Regions from separate parts of the Hordeum vulgare genome. Here region 2 is linked to region 1. A link is a contact called in public Hi-C data. All regions are on one chromosome and are shown on one strand. Each heading gives the region's core, a stretch centred on a gene start, on an enhancer-like site or on the middle of the called end of the contact. The rest is flanking DNA. Distances are from core to core; before and after follow the strand shown. Region 1 holds the start of LOC123425699 (myosin-3-like). Region 2 holds the start of LOC123425700 (chlorophyll a-b binding protein of LHCII type III, chloroplastic).

The links. A called contact is a pair of places that touch in the nucleus more often than the background predicts.
Region 2: a contact with region 1 is called in a Hi-C map of leaf, with 4 times the contacts expected there. The contact joins the promoter of LOC123425700 here to the promoter of LOC123425699 in region 1. A contact is called at or near these places in 3 of 6 Hi-C or Micro-C datasets (leaf and seedling).

The regions. Positions count from the first base shown.
Region 1 is chr2H:167,011,560-167,018,991 of MorexV3_pseudomolecules_assembly, reverse strand. LOC123425699 (myosin-3-like) reads right to left here and starts at 2,692. Exons shown (of 24, transcript XM_045109411.1): 1 at 1,425-2,692; 2 at 774-875; 3 at 561-704; 4 at 332-482; 5 at 222-249; 6 at 1-116. The coding sequence starts at 1,976.
Region 2 is chr2H:167,405,452-167,412,883 of MorexV3_pseudomolecules_assembly, reverse strand. LOC123425700 (chlorophyll a-b binding protein of LHCII type III, chloroplastic) reads left to right here and starts at 4,254. Exons shown (of 2, transcript XM_045109412.1): 1 at 4,254-4,455; 2 at 4,558-5,353. The coding sequence starts at 4,321. The coding sequence ends at 5,229.

The DNA.
Region 1 (7,432 bases), core at 1,443-3,942:
CCAGAATAACATTGGTCTGTAGAACTTCAGACTCCATTCCGTTAGCTCCCCCTAGAGCAGCCAAATACTGCATCGCAATTTTAGCTGTTTCAGTTTTTCCTGCTCCACTTTCACCACTGAAATAAGACAAACATCATAGAGACCGTGTTAAAGATTGGGCAACCCAGAGCTTTTAAGATACTGTGATTACTATTATAAAGGGCAAAGTAGATCATTCTGACCTTATTATTATAGATTGGTTTATGCCATCTGCAAGGTATCATAAGTTGCATTAGAAGATAAAACTTGCAAAACAATCCTATAAAACTGCCTACTCCTTCTAAACACCTACCTCTTAGCATTTCATTAAAAGCTATATCAGCAATTGCATACACATGTGGATCATTTGTGAGCTTCTGTCTGTATTTTCTGATGAAGTCTTTCCCATAGAGTGGAACCTCTTTCAGTGGGTTGATAGCAATCAGAACAGGTCCTGCTTTTGTCTGCAAGGATAAGAGAACAGAAATTAAGAGATATTGACTGGACCATGAACAATCTAGAGCTTGGTGGATAGTGCGTACGTAGATAAGATCACGAGAGTATCGGTATTGCAGATTGTAAAGGACGGAAGGTTCATTTAAGTAGCTCAGCTGGATCAGATCGTCCACTCCATCTAGAATATCAGGGTTGGCAGGCAAAAGTCTTTCTGGTGGCAGCGTCAAAACCTGCGCAAACAAAATATAAGTAACAAGTTTACTCAAATAGCTATACCATTACAGCAACATGAGACTCACTACTCCATTAACAAGGTGTATTTCGACGTCATCTCCAGAAATTGATTGAATCTGTCCAAGTTCCCATTTTTCATCCGCAGCAGAACACCAAACCCGTAGCTTCTGAAAATAATTAAAATATTATTACTTTGCCTCATTTTTCTACCATAACATCAAACTCAAATCATCAAGGGGAAGGATTAATATCAGAACTAATTCCAAGCACATGCAAAATTGTTCTGTTTATCCAACATATCCATATTGCGAGGATCACAGTAACATGCCAAATTACTTGACACACAGGCCAAAGCAAGTATGAAATCTGCTTTCTAGAACATGAACGAGCATTAAAATACACTAGTTTCATCTACTTCTAAATGCTGCAAGGTAATAAGTCATGTACGCTTATTGAAAACAATAAATTTTCACATTAAATTCTTCTGCAGATACAGAAGGGAGTTGTAAGCAAATATGTGTATAAATTCATCATAAAAATACACATATGTGAGTAATTATTTTATTAACATTTCTTGGTATTTAACACTAAGTGAGTTTAGCCTAACTCTATGCTATAGAAACGAATTGAACTTGTTGCAACATATTATCTGTTACTTTTTCCACATGATAATAGGATAAACCTCATGAATTTCAAAATGAATGAGAGATTCTTACCTTCTGGAGGACATAGTCCATGGAATCAGTAAACACTGGCTTCCCATTTCTCTTTGCTCTTGCCGAGGAAAAATAAGGAGAGGGGGGCTCCTTGCAGGCCACTGCATCCTTCCTCTCCTCTTGGAGGTTCTCAACATATGGAGACTCGTCCAGTGGTTCCACACTGCATAGCTTCCTCTTGGCCCCAAAGATGCGACCATTTACAGCCTTCCCATCCTTGGCCTCCTGCCCACCAATCTCCTTCTTGACCTCTGGCGTAGTATTCTCTTTCTCCATCTCGATCTCTGGCGTAGTATTCTTACTCACAGCTTCCGGCTTCTTGTCAGTATCCGCCACAGCGCCCTCTGCCACTCCATCCTCAAGCTGAACCCTAGGAGGCGTCGGCGAGCGTCTTGCCCTGGGCAGCCGGCCACGGCACGTGGGGCGAGCCGGCAATGCCGGCGGCTCATCCTTGGGCCGCTCGTCGCGCTTCTTTATGCTCTCGAGCAAGACCTCGAGGGAGCTCTTGGGAGCAGCTGGGACTGGCGCCATGACGGCGGCTGCAGAGAGCATCACCGCCGAGAAATCAACAGGCCACCGGACCAAAGCAGGGAGCGCACGCAAGGGCTCACAGGGCAATACGCCAAATCTTAGAGCAGAACGCCGTGGAGGCCAGGAATTTCTCCATTTCTCATCAAATCAGCGCCAACTCCAGGCGCATGAACCCCCTGGCCCGGCAAGGGCCCGAAAGCGACACCCACCCAAACCCCAAATTCCACAACCAGACCCCAAAAATCTCTCGCTCCCGGCCCCGAAAATAGCACCAATCTCAGGCGCCAAAGGCCAGATTTTGGCGGTGCCGCACCGAGGGAAGGGGATGTGAAGGAAAAAACCAAACTCCGCGCGATTTTTCAAGGGAAGGGAAGGGAGGGGACGACGCGGCCAAGAAGCCTGGGCAGCGGCAAAAAGCCGGCGACCTCTGGCGAAAGGAAAGGCGAAAGAACCCCGAAACCAAAGCAAGGCCTGCTCCGAATCAAGGCACTAGAAGCGGCAGCGGCAGCAGAAATCGCCCAAGAAACGCATCAAAAGCGAGCGGCACCGGAGGAGACAGGACGATTCCTCCCCCCGCTCCGGAATCAGGAGGAAAACCCCAACAAAAAACGCAATTACTACGCACGCTCTCTCTCTCTCTCTCCCCGCTCCCCTCGGGGCTTTTGCTTCCCTTCTCCCTCACAATTTCAAACCTCCGTCCTCCCCTCCACCACCCCCTCTCTGTCTTTTTCCCCTCTCCTCTTGATCCGTTACTTAGGCCGCTGGCAGAAACATTTAGAGCAGAGAAACTCGAATTACTGATGTGCCCCTGCGGGCGGCGCCGGACTGCGGTGGCCGGACGGTGGCACTCTCGTGGATACTGCGGGGACGGAGGGGCGGGGGTGCGCGTGAGCTGTCTGTGCATTTGGACCGTTGGATGCGGGCGGCTGCGCCCTCCGCTCCACGACTTCAGTCCGCGGGGCCAAGTTACCCAACTGCCCCTGCGGATTAGTGGTCTCGCACCACCAACACAGGTCTGACTGCTTGTTTCCATTTCTGCTTGACGACTTCCTGTGTGTTCATTAAATTAAAATACTGTAACATGAGAAGGCCCCCTTTATTTAATTATTTCCGATTTGTTCGTCCATTAAAATGCAGGAAAATTATAAATGGATAAAGTAGCTTCCATTTGGCCGGCCTTGTTCGTTTATACTTCTACTTCCTTCATTTTTAAATTCTCCTTTCATTCTTAAATATAAGTCTTTTTAGAGAATTTTACTAAAAACTATGTACATATGTATATTGACATATTTTAAAATATAGATTCAATCATTTTATTTCGTATATGGTCCCTAACGAAATCTCTAAAAAGATTTATATTTCGAAACGGAGGAAGTATAAGTTATTTTAAAAACTTCAAGCAAAATTAACGAATATATACTTTAAAATATATCTACATATATTTGTATGTAGTTTTTAGTGAAATCTCTAATTATTTTTTATTTGTTTGCGTTTGCAGGAAAATTAAATGGATAAGAGCATATACAGCCGGACCACTCAAATACAGTCCCTCAAACGTTCACGGATGTATTCGGACGCATCCACGGGCACTGACCGGGCGCGCCTTATTTTTTGCCTTCCACATCCGCATCTCTCATATCCCAACCCTCATATTCATACAAACGCATGCAACGCTACGTAAAACCAGAGATCAACATCTTTCATCGGATCGGATTGCTTCGTCGAATAAAAAGATCATAGTTCATCGAAGTTCATTGACAAATTCATACTACAAACTACGTAAGCATAATTGAAATATGAATAAACAGGGAAGTGCAGAGGAAATCACCATTTCCTCGCCGTCCCCTTCCCTTTCGGTCACCCATGCCATTGTGTCCCTCCTCCGTGTAGGTGTCGGCGTGCGGTGGAGCGTCATTGTCCTCGTCATCGAAGTTGGGCGTTGTAGAGACATCGTTGTCGTCCTCGTCGGAGCTGCACCGCATGTCGGACAGCCTGTGGAGCAGGCGCTCCTTCTCCTTCGCATGGCGGGCTGCTTTCGCCTTCGTCGCCGCCTCTTTTTGCTGCCTCGTGCTCCGGTAACTGGATGGCAACTCGAAGCGCCTCAGCATTCTTGCGGCGGAGGCGGCTCGCATCCGTCTGCCGTCTTCAGCGAGCGACGAAGGACGCCCGTGAGGAGCGCGTCCTCGGGGTCGATCCACGCGCTCGAGGTCGAACGTCGTGCGGCCAGCGCCTCCCCCCTCTCCCTAACCCGTTGCCGCTAGTGACGGCCTGCACACGCCTCGGATTCCGACGTCCTTTTGTGCATTGTTCCTGACGCGGGCACGAGGACCCAGCAATGGTCGGACACGCTTCCGGAGAAGAAGGTGGTGGAGGTGGGTGGTGTACCTGAACTGGAGCAGACCTCCTGGAGTGAGAACGACCGGAGCTGCGCGCCTCACCATAACAGCATGCGACGTTGCCGGCGCTCCATCGGCGTGCGACGGGCCCGGAGGATGCATATCCACCGCCGTCGACACTCCGTTGGCGTGCGACGGGCCCGGAGGATGCAGATCCATCGTCGCCGGGGCCGCCTTGGTCCTGCAGCGACCGACGCAACGCGATGCGGATGGCCACCTCCTCCACATCGACGTTCGCCCCGTCGGAGTTGCTTTCGTTGCCGACCATCGAATCGGAGCGTGAGGAGGGGAAGTGGAGTGGACGGAGAGTGAACTACCGGATGTCTAGGGTTTTCTCGGTTCGGGTATTTAGTGGGGTCGGTGGTGGGCCGGGCCGACGTGACGGTGGGGGCGATGGTGGGCCAGGTAGTCAGACGGGCGTGCCCGGCGTGCGCCCGGACTTCCCATATCCATCCCGTGTTTAGGCTGGATATGAGAGATGTCCGTCAGCCTAGTCGTTCGAGACCCGTTTAGGAAATTCGTTTGGATCAAATTTTCGTGACCAGACAGTGACCGAACGGCCTGTTCGGGCGCATGACACGGATATAAAGGGTTCCGTTGTAGATGCTCTAAGTAGCTTTCATTTGGCCGGCCTTGATTGTATGGAATACTGTTTTGTTGAAACATTTAGTTGTGGTGTTTGTGTAGTATTGTATGTTCCATAGAAAAAAGTTTGTGCTATGGTCAATGGGAGGTGGTGCGTTATTATAATAAGTAGATACATTTTTCTATCGGGTTCTCGTGTTTCCATGAGCCTGGATGGGTGCGCTTACTGGTGTAGTCTATAGATAATAATATAAGTGGTTAGCCTTTGAGGTTTGTTGTCGATCATCGCCTCAGCTCATTCGTTTGCTTCGAGATCCATGAAGATTCTTTTTCTTTACTGAAAGCAAAGATGATCGCACTTGAGTAAGAAGGGCTAAATATGCTTCAACCGGGACAATGTGGGGGTGCACGAGTCTAGCGCAACTATTTGCAACCAAGGTAAGGAGAGTATATACAGCCGGATGTGACAAATCCGGCTCACTAAATATTTGTGGGCGTCCGCGGATGCATCTAAATGACCCTTTATATGTTGCTTTTAACGTTCACATATCTTAAATTCGAACTATAAAATTTATACAACTTCTTGCACATCGATTATGTATAAATAACAGATGTTTGGTAGCAAAAAATAAATAGCATTTACATCAAATTTATTTAAAGTGCATAAATTAATCATCGGCTCTTCGGTATCCATTATAGGTCTCCATATGGTCCACAAGATTGTTGAGTAGTTTCGCATGCACATGATGATCTTGAAGATTATGATGTATCTGTAAAAAGTTCATAAGAGCATCTACATCCGGATCTCTCAAATGACTTCTCATACGCCCGCAGACGCACCCGATCAGTGACCGGATAGGAGAAAGAAGGAAAAATTGTGACCCAACCGGACCCCTCGTATCATCCCTATACGTCTGGGTTGTCCGCGAACCGTCATATCCATCTCAAATATAGTGAGGATATGAGGGCTCGCGGGCGCGCCCGTCAGTCCGCCAAATAAGACGCGACCCCACTCTGGACCACCTTTTTCTTTTCTTTATTTTTGTATTTCTCTCTCTTTCTCTCCACCAATCACGTACAAGTGACCGGACATGTGAGAAAAAAATAAGGAATGTGCCTGCGCGGACGGACAAATAGGGACACGTCCGGTCACTAATCGAACACGTCCGCGAGCGTTTAAGGGGTCATATTTGCAATGTCCGACTATAGATGCTCTAAGTTAACCTGCAGCTTGATCTTTCGGGATTTAAACTTGCTCTTCTCACGCTTCAAAAATATTGGTTTGGGCAACATCATCATCCTTGTCCTTGATAATCATATTATGCAAAATAACACAACATGTCATCGGTTGCCACAAAGTTCTTGATTCCCACATCATTGCAGCTTCACGAACAATTCCCCAACGAGTTGAACCGCTCTCGATGCCCTCTTGATATGTCTCTAACGTATCGATAATTTATAAAGTATTCATGCCATGTTTACAACTCGGACACAGAGAGGAACACCATGACGACGTTTTCAAGAAGATAACGACGCCCGCAAGCGTCGCCTCGTCAGCGACAAAGCGCGGAGCTTTCGCTCGGCAGCTCCCCCGCGTCACCACGAGGTCTCCAGGGCGCACGAACATCCATATCAGGATCGGGGCACGGATACTACCAGAGTCAGAGAGCACGTCCGAGCCACCCGCATCATCACCTCTCTCCGCCCACACGACCAAGAGGTAGTGCCATCCCCGTCGCCATGGTGCCCGCCGAAAAGCCAACCATGCGGACCGCCATCCAGGGCCGCCACCCGGCATCCATGTCCAGGACTCCATCGACCGTCCACATCTTGGTGCACCTGCCATGGAGGGAAGAGCAAAAGGTGACACCTTTCGCTCCTAGCCCGGCATCAGCCACAGAGTATCGGTGGACGCCTCCACAGTAGGAGGCATCCACGCCTGGATCCCCAACCGTACCCGGTGGACGGGGAGACCCTACTCCGTGACTACCGACGACCGCCGTCGAGCCCGCTCGCATGACGCCATGACCATGGCCCTTGACGCTGATCTGCCCGACAAAGTGACAGAGCCCCGACCATCACCAACGTCCACCGTACCCGCGAGGAGAGGGGCCTCACCAACCACGGACACCTCCCGGATCGAGCCCAAACGTACCTACCCGGAGGAAGATCTCCGACTCGCCCCGTGCACCATCCAGATCCGCCCGAGCACAAGGCCTGGCTCACAGCCATGTCGGCCTAGAACCAGGAGAAGGAGGCCTGCTGCACCACCACCCAGCGCCACCGTCAGCGACACGACACCCAACATGACGCGTCGCCTCCCCATCGATTCGCACCATCCGCTCCGAGACGCGGTCACCACAGCCCTAGAGTCGTCGGACCACCCCAGCAAGGAGCACGCTGCCACGCGGTCACCTCCAGCAACCACAACCACCAGCGGCGGCCGACCTATGCCGCCTCAGCCCGCGCCGCCTGCTGGTAGAGCATCTGCCCGAT
Region 2 (7,432 bases), core at 3,005-5,504, 390 kb before region 1:
ATACAAGAATGATGCTCACGCAGACCACCCGGGCGCGCGCCGCTCCATTGCTAACGTCTGAAGAGCTTCGGGTGATACTACGATGTCGAGTAGCCATAACTTCTCCCACGTGAAGGTTAGTGAAAAAAGGTCTCCGACCAACTCAGATCGAATACCCAAATCCCATTAGCATTTTAATTAACACTACGACAACAATCAACAATCCACGATATGTGGCCTGTCGCCCCATCTCGAGGATGTGTGGCAAGGGCCAAGAATGCCTGGCCACGCCTCGTCACATCCACGCGGGAATCCACACAAAACACACCTCATGATCCGAGTGGCAAGGTCAAGTAACTGTGTGGCTGTAACATCAGAGGGATTCGAGGTATCACCCTCGATGGATTCCGAACGATATAACCGTCAAGGTGGCCAGGGAGGAATCACCCTCGATGGACCACACTTGATGGGTTGTACGACGGAAGCCTTATCGGATGTGGTGAAGGAGGAATCACCCTCCGAGAAACCACCGTCAGTCAATTACACTATAGCGCTAACATCGGAGTACGTAACGAGGTGTCACCCTCGGCACTCGTTGGTAGCTGTGCATAGTCATACAACTAAGAGGGGTGTGAGTGATGTGACGGGTCTTGGCTCGTCGATCAGATGATTGAGACTTCGATGATAAAGCGGGGCAACTGGACTAAGGGGGTCAAATGGGAACACTGCGCCACCTATACTAAACATTTAATGTGTAGTAGAGTAAAGTAGTAGTTCAACAAAAACAAGCTATGCATCAGAATGGGAGCTATCTACAACAATAGGAAAATCTAATGCAAGCATGAGGGAGAAATAAATAGGCGCTATCGGAATGATCAAGGGTTGTTTGCTTGCCTTGTTGCTCTGCGCCAAAGGGCTGGTCGTCAGGAGGGTAGTCGTACCCGACACCAGCGTCAGTCTCGGGGTCTACGGTAAGAAAAGGGGGAAACAGTAAATATAAAAGCACCGATGCAACACGGTGCATGGCATGGCAATATGCAGGGCTAGGCATGCACTAACGCAGTATTATACTTCATGGACGGATCGAGAAAATATCTGACAATATTTCCCGCGTCTCTCGCTACTACTCGACAGGAAAAAACGATGGAAAAGTTCCATGTCCTCTGACAATATTTCCCGCGTCTCTCGCTACTACTCGACACGCAAAAACGATGGAAAAGTTCCATGTCCTCTATGCTAGGGACGCGTGACACACGAACGGACACGTATCCGGGTTCGTCTCGTTTTTCTGCTCAACTTTCACGTACAAAATATTTTCATCCGAATTACGGATTATTTTATATTAATTTTTAAAGTTTTATCAATAATTTAAATATGACATGAGCATGATGTCATGGTAACATGAGTAGTCAACCGTGGGGTTGATTGGTCAAATCTGACAAGTAGGCCCCACTTGTCATAGACACATTTTAATTAAATTTAATGAACATTAATTAGATTAATTAGGGGGTGGGACCCACCTGTCATTCTTTGTTTAAATTAAAATATGTATCAGAATTAATTAATCCATTTTAATTAGTCTAATTGGGCTGGGTCCACTTGTCATATACTTAAAAGTAACACAGGGTTAATTAATCTATTTAATCCCAGATTAAATTAATTAATTAATTAAACTAATTATATATATATATTAATTAAATGTTTAGAGGGGGGGTTCTCGGCCCCTGTGTCATCCGGTGTGTGTGTGGGGGGGGGGGGTGGTCCCACTTAGCAGTGGCCAAGAGCCACACCACACATGCACACACACACACACACACACTAGGAGAGCCGCAGCCGTGGTCATGGCCGACGGCAACGGCGGGCAACTGAAAGGGGCCACCGACAGGGAAGGGCGGCCACGACGTGGCAGCGGTGGCAGGGGGTGGCTGGCGGTGGCCGGAGGGTGGCGAGGCCAAGGCGTGCGGGACGAATGAGGCGGGCATATGGGCGAGGGACAACGCGTAGCGACACACGACACAGTAGCCGGCACGCGGGCGCAGGCGGGGTAGCAGCGGCGGCGCGGGGCGCGCGTGTGTGGTAGAGCGTGCGCGCGACGACGACGAGGTGATGGACGACCAGCGGGGTGCAAAGCGTCGGGGGTGCGAGGAGCCGGTAAGGTGGGCCACCGACGGCTCACCGGAGTGTGGCGTAGGAGGGAAGAGGGGAAGGGGAGAGGCTCATAGCAGATGCAGGGGTTCCAGAGGCGAGGCTCGATGGAGCCCGTGAGGTAGAGGCGACCGACGACAGTGGGGGGTGCCTGCGGTGGTGCTCCGACGGTGGTGGCTCGCCGGATGGCCGGCGGCGCGTCGGGGCCGTCGGATCCTGGTCGGGTGAGGGAGAGCCACTAGAGAGGAGGGACTCTCGAGGGAGTGAGGGGAGTGGGGTTGGGTTAGGGTTTGGCTGGGGTTATATACCCCCAAGTGGGGTGGGCCGGCCGGTTGGGGAGGCCATATTGGGCCTTGGCCCAGGAGAGGGGGGCTTTATTTCATTTTTTATGTCTTTCGTTTTTGCTTTTTCTTTTCTTTTCTTTTCTTTTCTTTCTTTAAATTTCTCTTTACTTTTTTTATTAAATTCTAGCACCTAAAATACTTTGATAATAAATATGGGACCGAACCACATAATTACTTTGCATTATTTAGCACTACCCACAAAAGTTTTGGGGATCTATTTAAAATATTTTGTGTTTTATAATTTAGAAAAGGCATTTTAATTAATGTTTTTCCCATGTTTTAGTTGTTTTGTGGCATCAAAATTATTTAAAAAATATTGGTTGCAATATCTTAATAGCTTAGGAAATATTTGCAACTCGTTCAAGATTTTAATTTGAAGTTTGCAAATCTTTTAAATCCATTTGAAATAACTTGAATTGTAAGGAAACTGAATTGGAGTTTGATTCAAACAATGATCATTCTTGGATTAGCAAAATTATTAGCTTAATCCCCTTGTTATAGTAGCTTAATTACGTGGGATTACTGTAGCATAATCCGGAGATGTCACAGCTATGATAGACACAATTTTGCGTAGCATGGAAGAAAACGCAAATTCAAGGCAAAAATGTCACCTAGCCTGTTTGGTGGTCCAGTCCACTGTGCGCTGCTGCCCGAAACCCATCATGTTCACTCTGAGAGATCTATAGATAACATATAATGTCCATGAGCTTTCATGCAGCGACGTTCCTAAGGGCCGACCCATTCAATGGCGCTATAAAGAGAGCAAAAGCCCCCCCCCCCTCCCCCCCCCCCCCCCCCCCACACACACAAACCAAAAGGCCTACCAGGAATCGAGCTCACAACGACACACTAATGACCTGGTGTTCCTTGACACTTGAGTTGCTGAGTGTAAGAGACTTTTAGGGAGAGTGAAAGTTTAAGTACTAAATGGAGCAACAGATTTATTGTTTGGAAATTTTCAAGCATTTGCTTGAAAAATTGTGAATATTTTTTTCCTAAAATACAAATAATGTTTCGATTAGTGAACAAATTTTGATATTTTAAACATAAACAATTTTTAAATATATATTGAACAATTTTTGTATATACACTAAATATTTATTGATATACACACTAAACATGTTTATGATATATGCTGAACAATATTTAAATACACATTGAACATTTTTTTTATATACTCAATACAAATTGAACATTTTTGTGATATACGCTGAATAATTTTAAAGTACACAATGAACATTTTTATGATCTATGCTGGAAAATATTTAAATACACATTCTTTACGATATATGTTGAACAATTTTGAAATACACAATGAACATTTTTTTCAAAATCTGTTGAATATTTTCTTAATAAATGGTGTACATTTCCTTGAATACACAATGAACATTTTTGTGTACAAACACATAACGAACTTTGTATATTACACGAAAAAAATGGAAAAGAAAATAGAAGAAAGTAAATATAAACAAAAGCAGAAAAATAGAAACATACTTACTACTCCGTAGAAGAGAAGAAAAAGCAGAGCTAAGCCAAGCTTCAGGGAAGCCACGTCCTTTTCACGCTCTGCCCTGTAGACTCTCCGAGAAAACGCCGTGGCGGCAGAGATGGATAACTCACGGGATAGGAACCCATCCGACGATCCGAGGTGGCAACACCACGCCTCCACCGATCCAATGCTGCTCCCTGATTGGCCCAAACCAAATCCAGAAATCCTCCATCACCCACGTCTTCACAAAAACTTGTGCTACAAATACTTACACGTCTCCCCTCTCGAATTCCCACCACTCACTGAGAAGCACCCAGCAGCAACAGCCGGCTAGGCCACCGTACGGACCCCGGAGCAGCAGACATGGCATCCACGATCATGGCCGCCGCCTCCCGCGCCGTTGTCGCCAAGACGCCGTTCCTCAGCGGCCAGGGCCGCGCCGCCAGCGCCAGCCCCCTGCGCGACATCGCCGCCGCGACCAACGGCAGAATCACCATGGTACGTGCCATGAACTGACCACCACGGAACTTGTCTGCAATTCTACTAGCATCTGTGCGTGCTAAGAGCTAACGATTGTCTGGTGTGCGCGCGCGCTCGCAGGGCAACGACTTGTGGTACGGCCCGGACCGCGTCAAGTACCTGGGCCCCTTCTCCGCGCAGACGCCGTCGTACCTTAACGGCGAGTTCCCCGGCGACTACGGCTGGGACACCGCCGGGCTTTCTGCCGACCCGGAGGCGTTCGCTAGGAACAGGGCGCTAGAGGTGATCCACGGCCGGTGGGCGATGCTCGGCGCTCTTGGGTGCGTCTTCCCCGAGGTGCTCCAGAAGTGGGTGGGCGTCGAGTTCAAGGAGCCCGTCTGGTTCAAGGCCGGCTCGCAGATCTTCTCTGAGGGTGGTCTCGATTACCTTGGGAACCCCAACCTTGTCCACGCGCAGAGCATCCTTGCCGTGCTTGGCTTCCAGGTCCTTCTCATGGGTCTTGTTGAAGGGTTCCGCATCAACGGTCTCGATGGTGTCGGCGAGGGCAACGACCTCTACCCCGGCGGCCAGTACTTCGACCCGCTCGGCCTTGCCGACGACCCTGTTACCTTCGCGGAGCTTAAGGTGAAGGAGATCAAGAATGGCCGTCTTGCCATGTTCTCTATGTTCGGGTTCTTCGTGCAAGCTATCGTCACCGGCAAGGGCCCATTGGAGAACCTGTTCGACCACCTCGACGACCCTGTCGCCAATAATGCATGGGTTTTCGCCACCAAATTTGCGCCTGGATCTTAGGCTGCCCGACGCGCCACGGTGGCCTGCCATTGTAAAATGTAAATTATTCCCATGTGTGTGCAATAGCAACGAATGGTCGATGTGATCCCTGAAATTCGAAAATTTGGAGGATTTTTTGGTTTAATTTCTGATGTGTGTTGCTTATATGTTGCAATGTGCTTAGCTCATTCTTGATGGTTACTGTCAAAGTAAAACAAGATTGAATGAAAGTGAATGGACCATTAATCCTGATTTCTATTGATTATCAAGTATATATATCTGGAAGAGGTGTGAAGAAGAGGTGTCTCTTCGGAGGCATCCCTCCAGAACAGGTACCTGTTGGCAATAGAGAGAGAAGAGACACGACTATTCGGGTTGGACACATCCATTTGCTAATTAATTAATCTACTAATTAGTTTTTAACACTCCCCCTTGTACAACACCGCTCCTTGAATGTTTCATCGTTGAAAGCTTCTTGCATATAGATCTTCCATCTTAAGAAATCTTCAAGATAATCTTGAGAGACTCCCACAAAAACCCTGCGGGAAAAATATGAGGAGAATTATGTAGATATGTTGCTAAAACTCCTTTAAACCCAGTGGGAAAAATAAGAAGAAAATGATGCAACATACGATGATTATTGTCTCTTGATAACTCATATGAGAAAAACCTTTAAAGAAGGAGAAAACTCATCGATAAGTTTAGAGAACAATTAATATGTCTTGACTACTTTCTTTAAAAACCCTGATAGGGAAAATAGAAAGTATGACATATGATCTTTGAGAAGATATTGCCTCATTAAAAACCGTTATGAGAAACTTTGAAAAAAACTCATAAGGAAAAAGAGTGCAACCGTACATGTCATTGAAAACTCCTTTAAAATCCAGTGGCAAAAATATAAGAAGAAAATGATATGGCATATATAGATACTTGTGTTTATATTGTCTCGTTAAAAACCTTTATGAGAAACCATTAGGGAAAAACTCATCAAGGGAAAAAGAGTACAATATATGCAATCTGATGATTGTTAATAGGTTATAGTTTGGGAGTTTACTCTCCCTGAAGTTTGCAAATGTGAAGGACGTCTCATACCAATTCCATTGACATGAACATGAGACTGTGTATAATTTGTTGGATTATAACAATATTTTGTTTGCAAATTATTTCCTTACTTTTCTATAATCCGCGAGGTTAAGTAATTTCCGAGCAATGTGATTTATGATATTGCTCTTCATATAACCTATAGGTATTGAGTAACACAAGTGTAAGTATCTTGATAAATCAAGTTATGTGATTTTGATGAATCTCAACCACATGATTTTAAGTGTGGTTAACCATTCTACTAAGTTATGCATATTTTGCAATGCCTTTAGGTAAAACAATTATGTTAGAACGATAACTGGAAATAACCATTAAAATCCATTTATATGACTTCCATGTGAAGGCTATTCCAGCAAATTCAGTCATTGATATGGCGTTATTGGGATCAAATAAAGAGCCAATATCATTACATCATATCATGGTCATATCTTCTATTTCCTGATGGAAATATTCAAGATTTACTATAATCTTCAGATATAAGATGATAGTACTTATATCGACCATATACCTTTTGTTTCGGTAGTACCATATGATTCACAACTATTTCTAGTCATAGAGTGACTTTTGAAGTTTTACACAATACATGTTGCGATTTGTTTTTGGATTCAGAAATGTATGCCTTTCACGGACTTTAATATAGATTTCCGAAATGAGTGACTCATATGACTGTGTAGCCACTTCATCCATCACTGCATGGATAATATTATTTGTACTGCCAATGGTATTTATTATCGAAACATAGTTCCACTCCTACCAAGAAGGTATGTTACATCGTAATCGATGTCGGGTCTCTCTGTGAACCCTTTTGCTACAAGCTTCGCTTGTTCACCACCTCATTGACTTTGTCTATGAATGAGAAGTTTTTAGTATTCCATATGGAAGATACTTATGAGGAGTAGGTATTACTGTGGTAAATACCACTCTTTGATGAGCGAGTGCTATTCTTCATTACTTGATTCCTTTTATGTGAACCAATATGAGTACAAGAGGCACTCTACCATGGATTTTGGTTCGGGGCCCAAAAGGTTTTAGCAATTTAGAGAAGAAATATAGACTTATGTTATATGATTCTGGAGGAATCGATGAAATTTGTGGAAATGTATTTATTCCTTTTAACTCCTTG